Regions from separate parts of the Zea mays genome. Here regions 1 and 2 are each linked to region 3. Evidence: chromatin contacts called from public Hi-C data. All regions are on one chromosome and are shown on one strand. The core of a region is the stretch at or near the end of the contact, and the rest is flanking DNA. Distances in the headings are between cores, read along the strand shown. Region 1 holds the start of LOC100272777. Region 2 holds the start of LOC100274286. Region 3 holds the start of LOC100216965 (solute carrier family 35 member B1).

Region 1 (2,700 bases), core at 49-2,548, 360 kb before region 3:
ATGCACAGCATGGGAGACACGCAGGAAAATCCCAACGATAGCCACAATTTCTCCCGCACGAGACTCATCTCTTCCTGTGTGTGATTCCTCCGTTATCGCATGTGATTTCTCCTCCCCTGCACGCTATTCCATGTCTCCATGTGTCATCCTCCTCTCTCGTGAGCTGTCTAGCCATCGGCGCTCTCAGCCAGTTCAAGTGGACGTTAGTCTTCGTGATGCGCTCCTCCGACAGCAGTGTGTGTCTTTCCCTCTCCATCTTATTCCCTCCTAATATGGAGTTATGGACAGTGCAGAAAACAACTCTCACAGGTATGTCACCAGGTAAACACTAGTGTAGTGTAGTCTTGATGCTAGTTTTATTGTGTATGCTATAGGTATAAATATATAGTAGGTATATGTCCTAATGTCCACATATATAGGACGATTATATGAACAACTAGGATCGACTAATTAGCCTGGCTGACGACTAATCACAATTAATCGCCTGGTCGGTCCCATGGCGACTACGTAAATATTGTATAGTACTACCTCCATTCCAAATTATAAGAGATTTTGAGTTTTTTTACTTTTCTAGCTACATTTCTTTTACTATATATTTAGAGTTTTAGACATAGTGTATATGTAAGTGCATAGCAAAGGCAATATATCTAGAAAAGCTAAAAAAGTATTACAAAAAGTATAGATTTTCGGAATTTAACATCTATTGGCAGTTTGGCACACGATTACAATACAGATTCTCCATAGCATGAATTAATTTATGAACACGACTGGATGATATATTTGAACTGGGCCACCCCAATCTAAAACTTCACTTAGGTCTACGATAAGCAGCAAAAAATTTGAACCACTGCCTGATTCCTAATCGCTAGCACGAGTATGTAAATTGAGACAAACATCCGCGCACTACGTCAGTTCGGTACGAGCTTCAAATATTTATTCAATAACCGCGGAAGAAAAATTTCATCTATTGCTCCGCGGCTTAACAAACTAGTATAGATTGCGGAAAAAAGTACCCGACTAAGTTTATTTATTGAGATCCCTGGCCAGAGGGTCCTCGGAGGTCAAATAAGAGCTGGAGGTCCATCCTCACCGAGGTTCATGGCGTTGAGGGCCTTGGGTCGGTCGAGCGTGATGACGGCGACGCCGTTGGGGAAGACGCGGCCCTTCACGAACTCGTCTGCGGCGGTGGCGGCCATGGCCGGGAAGTGGCGGACGAGCCGGAGCGGGACGAGGTTGGGGTTCGGTACTAGGGTCTTGGAGGCGGCGGTTGAGGAGGTGTGGAGGAAGGATCCGGTGGAGATGGCCGTGGGCAGGTGGATCCGGACGAGGGCCCTCATAGGCGTGTTTGGGAGGTGCTTAACCTTAAGCCTGGAGTAACTAACGCAGAATTAATTTTCTAACTTTTGCGTGTTTAGTTCACTTTCTGGTCTGATTATACAGCGGAGGCCCTTAAACCTCGCCTAGTTAAATGTCCATGCATTACTATATAGTATATGGATAGATTTTATTTAAATGAGATATCTATTAAAAACACGCTCTAAATGTCTATATGTTATCATACATAATTATATTTAATGGTATTCTTTATTCTGTATCTGTACTATATTAAAACATCAGTTTTAACTGTTATTTCACGTCATATTTTTACAAATAACCTCTTTTATTGTTTGGAATGGCCCACAAGACATGTTATCTTCACATCGATCGTATCTAATCTAATTCATCTATCCACCCACCCACCCCCACCCCCGTCCAGCGAATCCACGCCCCGCATGTCGCGCAAGCGTCTCAGTCACCCACACAATGACACAAACACACACACCATGTCTTCCGAGCACCGACCGACATGGCAAGTGCGCTCGCGCTAAATGCATCGCGACAGGAGCCCAACAACCCATGCACATCGCTCCGTAGAGGATGGGGAAAGCAGTTTCAGCAGACCCACACACATCGTGTCTTCCATGCATAAAAAACGCGGGAAAGCAGTTTCAGCAGCTGCGGAGTGGAGCTGTTTTACTCATCCTAATCGCCACCAAACCTAGCTACAAAAAGTCGTACTGAGACCCCTCAAGCAATAGCGATGGTGGATCTGCTAGCCGCCGGTGGCCTGACGCTCTCTAGCTACTCCGACTCACCTAGTCCTCTAAGGTACACACGTACGTACGTCTGATTTTCTAGCTCACTGATGTAACACCCCTGGTGTTACTGCTACTAAAACTTGAGCATAACATCATAAGCATTAGCATTGCATATGTTTGACACACCTAGAGTGCATTCACTAGGCAAAAATTTCAAACAAGTACTGTTTTGGTATTTTGCAAATAGAACCCTGGAATAGGGGACTTAACCCTAAATAGGGACCAGGAGGGTAAAACATGACCCAAATTGAGAAAACCCAAAAGCTTTAGTGGAATAGTCATAAAATGCTCCCAAGAATGGACTTGCATTACATTTATACCCCTGAGATACCAGAAACCCTAATTGAAACCTTGGAAAACCCTAAATCCAAACCCTAGGGGCCTATGTGCAATAGTAGTGCCCATTTGGACTAAAGTGTAAAAACTACAATGTTAAATCATATAAGGTCACATGGTTCACATTTATGAAAATTTGCAAGCCAAACCCTCAGTTTTGGACAAATTTGCAAAAAGACCCCAATTGTGATTCCACTCTAAGTCTAGAAAACAGTGTTATGGGCTC
Region 2 (2,700 bases), core at 133-2,632, 270 kb before region 3:
ACCAACCCATCACTTGAAACTGGCCAAGATTATATGAAAGCAATACAATATAATGAACCAGTGATTCAATAAAATAGCATTGCTCTACATGCCCAAGAGCATAGTGTGATTAGATACCTTGGTCACAATCCTCCTCGCTTTCCGGCTCCGAACTTTCGTCGTGGTACTCCACAAGGCGTACAAAGCTCTGCACCTGCGCCACCATGAAATTTGCTTGGATCAGATAATCCACAGATCAACATGCCACTAAGGCATGAACCTACCAAATATCGAGACACATGCTTCTCCAAAATACCCTCATCCACACCCTGACGCGATCGCAAGCCTAGTCTCCGCAAAACTACATAGACTCACAACAAGCACAACAATCAGTGTCGAGCCAAGTCGCGCCACGAATAGAGGGAATGTAGCAATAGCACGTCGAAATCAACATATGATCAACACTCACGACAAAACCACTCACCGATTGTCGAGCATGAGGTGTGCTGGCGAGCTCGTCGGAGGCCATGAGTGCGGATGCCTTTCTCTCAACGGATGATGGATCTGAGACGGTGGCGACTCATGTACCAGAGTGAGAGGTAGTGAGGAGGCAGACAGTGCTTTCTAAGGTTCGGGTGGTGGCGGCGTAGGTGCGATTATATGGGGGCTAGGGCGGGCGGGAGGTGGTGGGCACTGCGAGCGATGCAAGCGAGGCGGGTGGGAGGCGGAGGTCGGTGCACGAGCATCGCAGCGAGGGGGCGAGGCGGGCGGGAGTTGTTGGGTGGAGAGGATGACGAGGCGTTTGGGAGGTCCACACACAGACGTGAGGCGGTTTCAACCATAGAGTGGTGCTTTAAAGGAGTAGAAAGTGGTGCTTTAAAGGAGTAGAGAAAATATTATAGCACATGAATCAGTGCATAATTCCATATTATTCTTTCGACCACCTTTGAAATCAACGAAATTTCGCTGAAATTCCGAACCCTGGTGCTCTGCCGCCCTAGAGTCCTAGAGACGAGTAGATATGAGAGGAAACGTTCTACATTACACGCACGAAGGGCAGGAACGACCCCACCGATCGGTGATCGGTAGCCTCCATCCAAGGAAACGTGTCTCGTCCGCTCGTCGTTGTTGATCTCTCTACTTCCCCCAAACGATGATGACGCAGGTAGCTGTGGAGCTGACGCGTACCCTGACGTTTCGTGGGTACGGCTGGTCCAGCTACAGCCTACAGCTGATGGTTTTTTCCGTTTTTTGTATCATATCATATGGACCGAGCGGGCAACGTCGCTGTCAATCGTGGCGTTTTTCTGTTTGTTCTCTTCTGAAATCGCCACGGCCTGAAGGCTAGATTGATGCATGAATTGGGATGCGCCACGGCACGTGCACCAACGGTTAGTCCGCGACCGGATACCGCAGCACGGCAGCACCATCTACTCGGGCCTCGGGGTTACCGGGTTAGGCATATGCAGGCAGTCAGGGAAGCGAGGGTGCCACACACACAGCACAGACCCACACACGCGGGCGCGCTAGCTAGTGAGAGTCGGAGATGTCGCCGCGGCCACACTTCCTCGTGCTCACCTTCCCTTTCCAGGGCCACATCGCCCCGGCTCTCCGCCTCGCCAGGCAGCTGCTCGCGGCGGCGCCCGACGCGCTCGTGACCTTCTCCACCACCGAGGTCGCGCACAGGCGCATGTTCCCGGCAAAGCCCAACGACGGCGCCAAGGACTCCGACGAAGACGGCCGCCTCGAGTTCCTCCCGTTCTCCGACGGCACGGAGGCCGGGTACGTCCGGAGCGCCGACCTGGGCTCGTTCAACGCCTACATGGCGTCTTTCCACGCCGCGGGGGCGCGCAGCGCCGCGGAGATCGTGGACGCGCTCGCGGCGCGGGGCCGCCCCGTGTCCCGCGTCGTGTACACGCTGCTCCTCCCGTGGGCGGCCGACGTCGCGCGGGACCGCGGGATCCCGTCCGCGCTCTACTGGATCCAGCCGGTCTCCGTGTTCGCCATCTACCACCACTACTTCCACAGCCACGCCGGCGTCGTCGCCGACCACCTTCACGACCCGTCGTTCGTCGTGGAGATGCCGGGCCTGGCGCCACAGCCGGTCGGCGACCTGCCGTCCTTCCTCACCGACTCCACCGACCCTTCCAATATGTTCCACAGCGTCTTCACCACGATCCGAGACCTGATCGAAACGCTTGACAAGGAAAGCCCCAGGTCCACTGTCCTCGTCAACACGTGCCGAGAGCTCGAGGTGGGCGCGCTCGCCGCCGTGGGGGCGCACCACGACGTGCTCCCCGTCGGCCCGGTGCTCCCATCCGGCGGCGACGCCGGCATCTTCAAGCAGGACGACGACGCCAAGTACATGGAGTGGCTCGACGCCAAACCGGCGAATTCCGTGGTGTACGTCTCCTTCGGCAGTCTGACCACGGTGGCGAGAGAACATCTCGAGGAGCTGCTCCGGGGCCTTGAGGAGAGCGGCAGGCCGTACCTCTGCGTCATCCGGAAGGACAACAAGGCTGCACTCGCGGATGCCGAGACGAAGGTAGACGAGGAGCTCAAGAACGGCATCGTAGTGGAGTGGTGCGACCAGGTGCGGGTGCTGTCGCACGCGGCGGTCGGGTGCTTCGTGACGCACTGTGGCTGGAACTCGGTGCTGGAGAGCCTGGCGGCGGGGGTGCCCATGGTGTGCGTGCCCCGGATGTCGGACCAGCGCACCAA
Region 3 (2,700 bases), core at 38-2,537:
TGTAGAATTATACTCATAATAGTGTTGAGCATGGTATGTCTCAACATAAAAGAAAAAGGGATTATCTTTCATTGCACTTTTATTCTGCTCTTTGTAGTTTTCTTTACTCAGTGAAATAAATTAAATTGGACTGTTCAAGAAGAAAAGAACAAGCTGTGAATACTTTTATGTTGTGATACATATACACTGTAGTGTGTATAAGTAAATGTAAACTTACCAGGAATCATCTTAGAAGATTTTGCCAACACCTGTTCACACCAACAGTAAATTAGTCAGGATTCATATTCAGTTACCAGAAATTGTTATACAATCACATGAAGGACTAGTTTGGGAACTCCATTTTTCCAATGAATTTTCATTTTCCCAAAGAAAAATAAAATAATTTCCCTTAGGAAATAGAAATCACTTGGAAGAAAAAACGGGGTTCCGAAAAGTAACTAATTGTCATTAATCGTTTCCGCCGCTCCGGGACAGTGCATAAAAGTAAAACAACCAAGGAAGGCGACACAGTCACACAGCAAGAACAGGTGGAACCATACCTGAGCCGGGTAGCTGATGTACTTGAGAGCCTCGATCCCCATGGTCGGCCCGATGGTATTGGTGACGCTGACGCCCCAGTACTTCCATATCGGTGCGCTGCCATTGGAGCTACTCCCGCCCGACCACAGCTTAATCACTTGAAAAGCACGCAGAAGTCAGAAACCCTCGTATGCGGGCCACCCAGTCACCCACAATGCGACGGAATTGATCACCACGAGCCCACTACGCTGCACGAATTGCAATTAGGCAACTACGCGGCGCCAGAGGAAGGTAGAGGGCGCTCACTTATGAAGGACCAGACGAAGCAGATGACGTTCTGCGCGAAGTTGAGGAACGCGAGGTGCTCGAACCGCCGCGCATCCGGCCCGAACCGCTTCGTCGATCTGAACCACCGGCGAGCAAACTCACCAAATTGACCCCGGCTTGTCTAATTGTGTAGCGGACTTCGGACAGCAATTAGAGAGGGGGGGGGGCTTACAGAGTCTCCTGGAGGACGCCCTGGTAGATGTAGGCGGACCAGATCCCTGCGACACAGAAGGCGAGGACGGCCACGCGCCCCGCCATGCTCCCGCCGCCGATGCCGCGGTCGCGGGGGCGGGGACGGACGACGCCGTTGGCGCCGTCGCCACGGCCCCGGCGCGCAGCGGCCATGGTGTCGATTCTCCGGCCGTTGTCGGCGAGGGATCAGCAGAATCAGCACAAGTGGGGGTTCGATGCGCGGTGGACCGGTGGTCGCCGAGTGGAAGCGGGGGCGCGTGTTATGTAGGAGCCCAACGTAACAGGGGGGAAGAGAGAAGAGCGCGTAAGAGAGGTGACGTGGCGTAGAGCGATTGGACCGAGCATGCCAGGACAGACGCCCGATTGGCTAGATGGCGTGGAAGGGTGACGGCCGGAGGCCGGAGTAGGATGATAGTGGCCTAGTGGGTAAAGTACATTAGCCATAGATGAAATTGGCATGCTCTGTAATTAGAACGGCCAAACAGATCATCGAACTTTATCAGCTCATACAAAATCATCTAAAACCAGGTTTACAAACCGGATATTGACGTGGCATACCATGTCGGAGTCATTTGGGGTCTCTAACTTAACATGTTGTGTCACTTGGGTCCCTAAACTTGAATGCTATGTGAACTTTCATTAGTGTGCTCTAATATGGCACGACATATGTTTATTTGTATCATAATGACAAAGCTTAAAAGTTGGATGAGCGACAAAAAAATCCAAACCAAGTTAACAAAATACACTATTGTGAAGTGATACCTTGGATTATGCTTAGTTTTCATTTGTTTTTAAATTTATCATCAATACTAAGAAAGGAGAGAGTGAAAGGTTGTTGCTTTTATTTTGGTGAATGAGTGATAACTTAGGTGGATTAATATGTTTTTATGTTGAGATACACAAGATTTGGTCCACATGTACACTAACGTGAGTAATTGTAACACCCTGAATTTGGTGTATACAATTTCTTTTCTAAATGCCTACCAAATTCAGGTGTTATCTCTAGTCTCTCTCTAGTCTCTCTCTCTTTCTTTTGATTAGAATTAAGTTAATTAAGTGAGGGTTTAATATTTATTTATTTTGTCAAAACTATGTAAGTCATGAATTGTTGCATCATGTTGAACCTAAAATATTCTTTTGTTTGATGCACATGTTTGAGATTATTTGATTTGAATTGGTGTTTGAACTTGATTTGAATCCATAAAGGAAATAAAATAGAAAAGCAATTAGAAATTACAGGAAAAAAGAAAATGCCAATTCGGCCCAACTAGCCCAAGCCAGCCCAGCCTCGCGCGCGCCCGCCTTCTTTGACAGGCGGCCCCCGCTTGTCAGCGCCGTCCCACGCCCTCTCTCACTTCTCTCTCTCTCTCTCGCTACCCAGTGGGGCCAACTTGTCGGCGCCAAACTCCTCCGTGCACGCGCACTTTCTCTCACTGTCCCGCGGGGTCCGCTTGTCAGCCTGGCCACCCGTTCGTTCGCCCGTTCTCGCTGACCCGTGGGTCCCATCTGTCGGACTTGTCCTCCCTGAACCGCCCGCGCGCGACCCGCATGTCGCCGTGGACTCCGCGCCCACTACGCACACCGAGGTCGCGCCCCATCCCCACCCCGGCCTTTTTCTAGCTGCCCAGTACCCACTCGCCCTCCTCTTCCTTCACTCGTGCA

What was found. Hi-C and Micro-C count contacts between places; a contact is called where the count stands out from the background.
Region 1: a Hi-C map of endosperm shows a contact between it and region 3, with 3 times the contacts expected there. The contact joins the promoter of LOC100272777 here to the promoter of LOC100216965 in region 3. A contact is called at or near these places in 8 of 25 Hi-C or Micro-C datasets (bundle sheath, ear, endosperm and 2 more) and 1 of 3 datasets of contacts at active chromatin or transcription factors (leaf).
Region 2: a contact with region 3 is called in a Hi-C map of leaf, with 4 times the contacts expected there. The contact joins the promoter of LOC100274286 here to the promoter of LOC100216965 in region 3. A contact is called at or near these places in 9 of 25 Hi-C or Micro-C datasets (bundle sheath, ear, endosperm and 3 more).

Annotation. Positions count from the first base shown.
Region 1 is chr9:92,807,097-92,809,796 of Zm-B73-REFERENCE-NAM-5.0, forward strand. It overlaps LOC100272777, which reads right to left and starts at 1,299. Exons shown (of 10, transcript NM_001147230.1): 1 at 1,091-1,299. The coding sequence starts at 1,196.
Region 2 is chr9:92,896,143-92,898,842 of Zm-B73-REFERENCE-NAM-5.0, forward strand. It overlaps LOC100274286, which reads left to right and starts at 1,383. Exons shown (of 1, transcript NM_001148650.1): 1 at 1,383-2,700. The coding sequence starts at 1,526.
Region 3 is chr9:93,169,579-93,172,278 of Zm-B73-REFERENCE-NAM-5.0, forward strand. It overlaps LOC100216965 (solute carrier family 35 member B1), which reads right to left and starts at 1,288. Exons shown (of 7, transcript NM_001143346.1): 1 at 1,019-1,288; 2 at 826-923; 3 at 540-676; 4 at 218-248. The coding sequence starts at 1,191.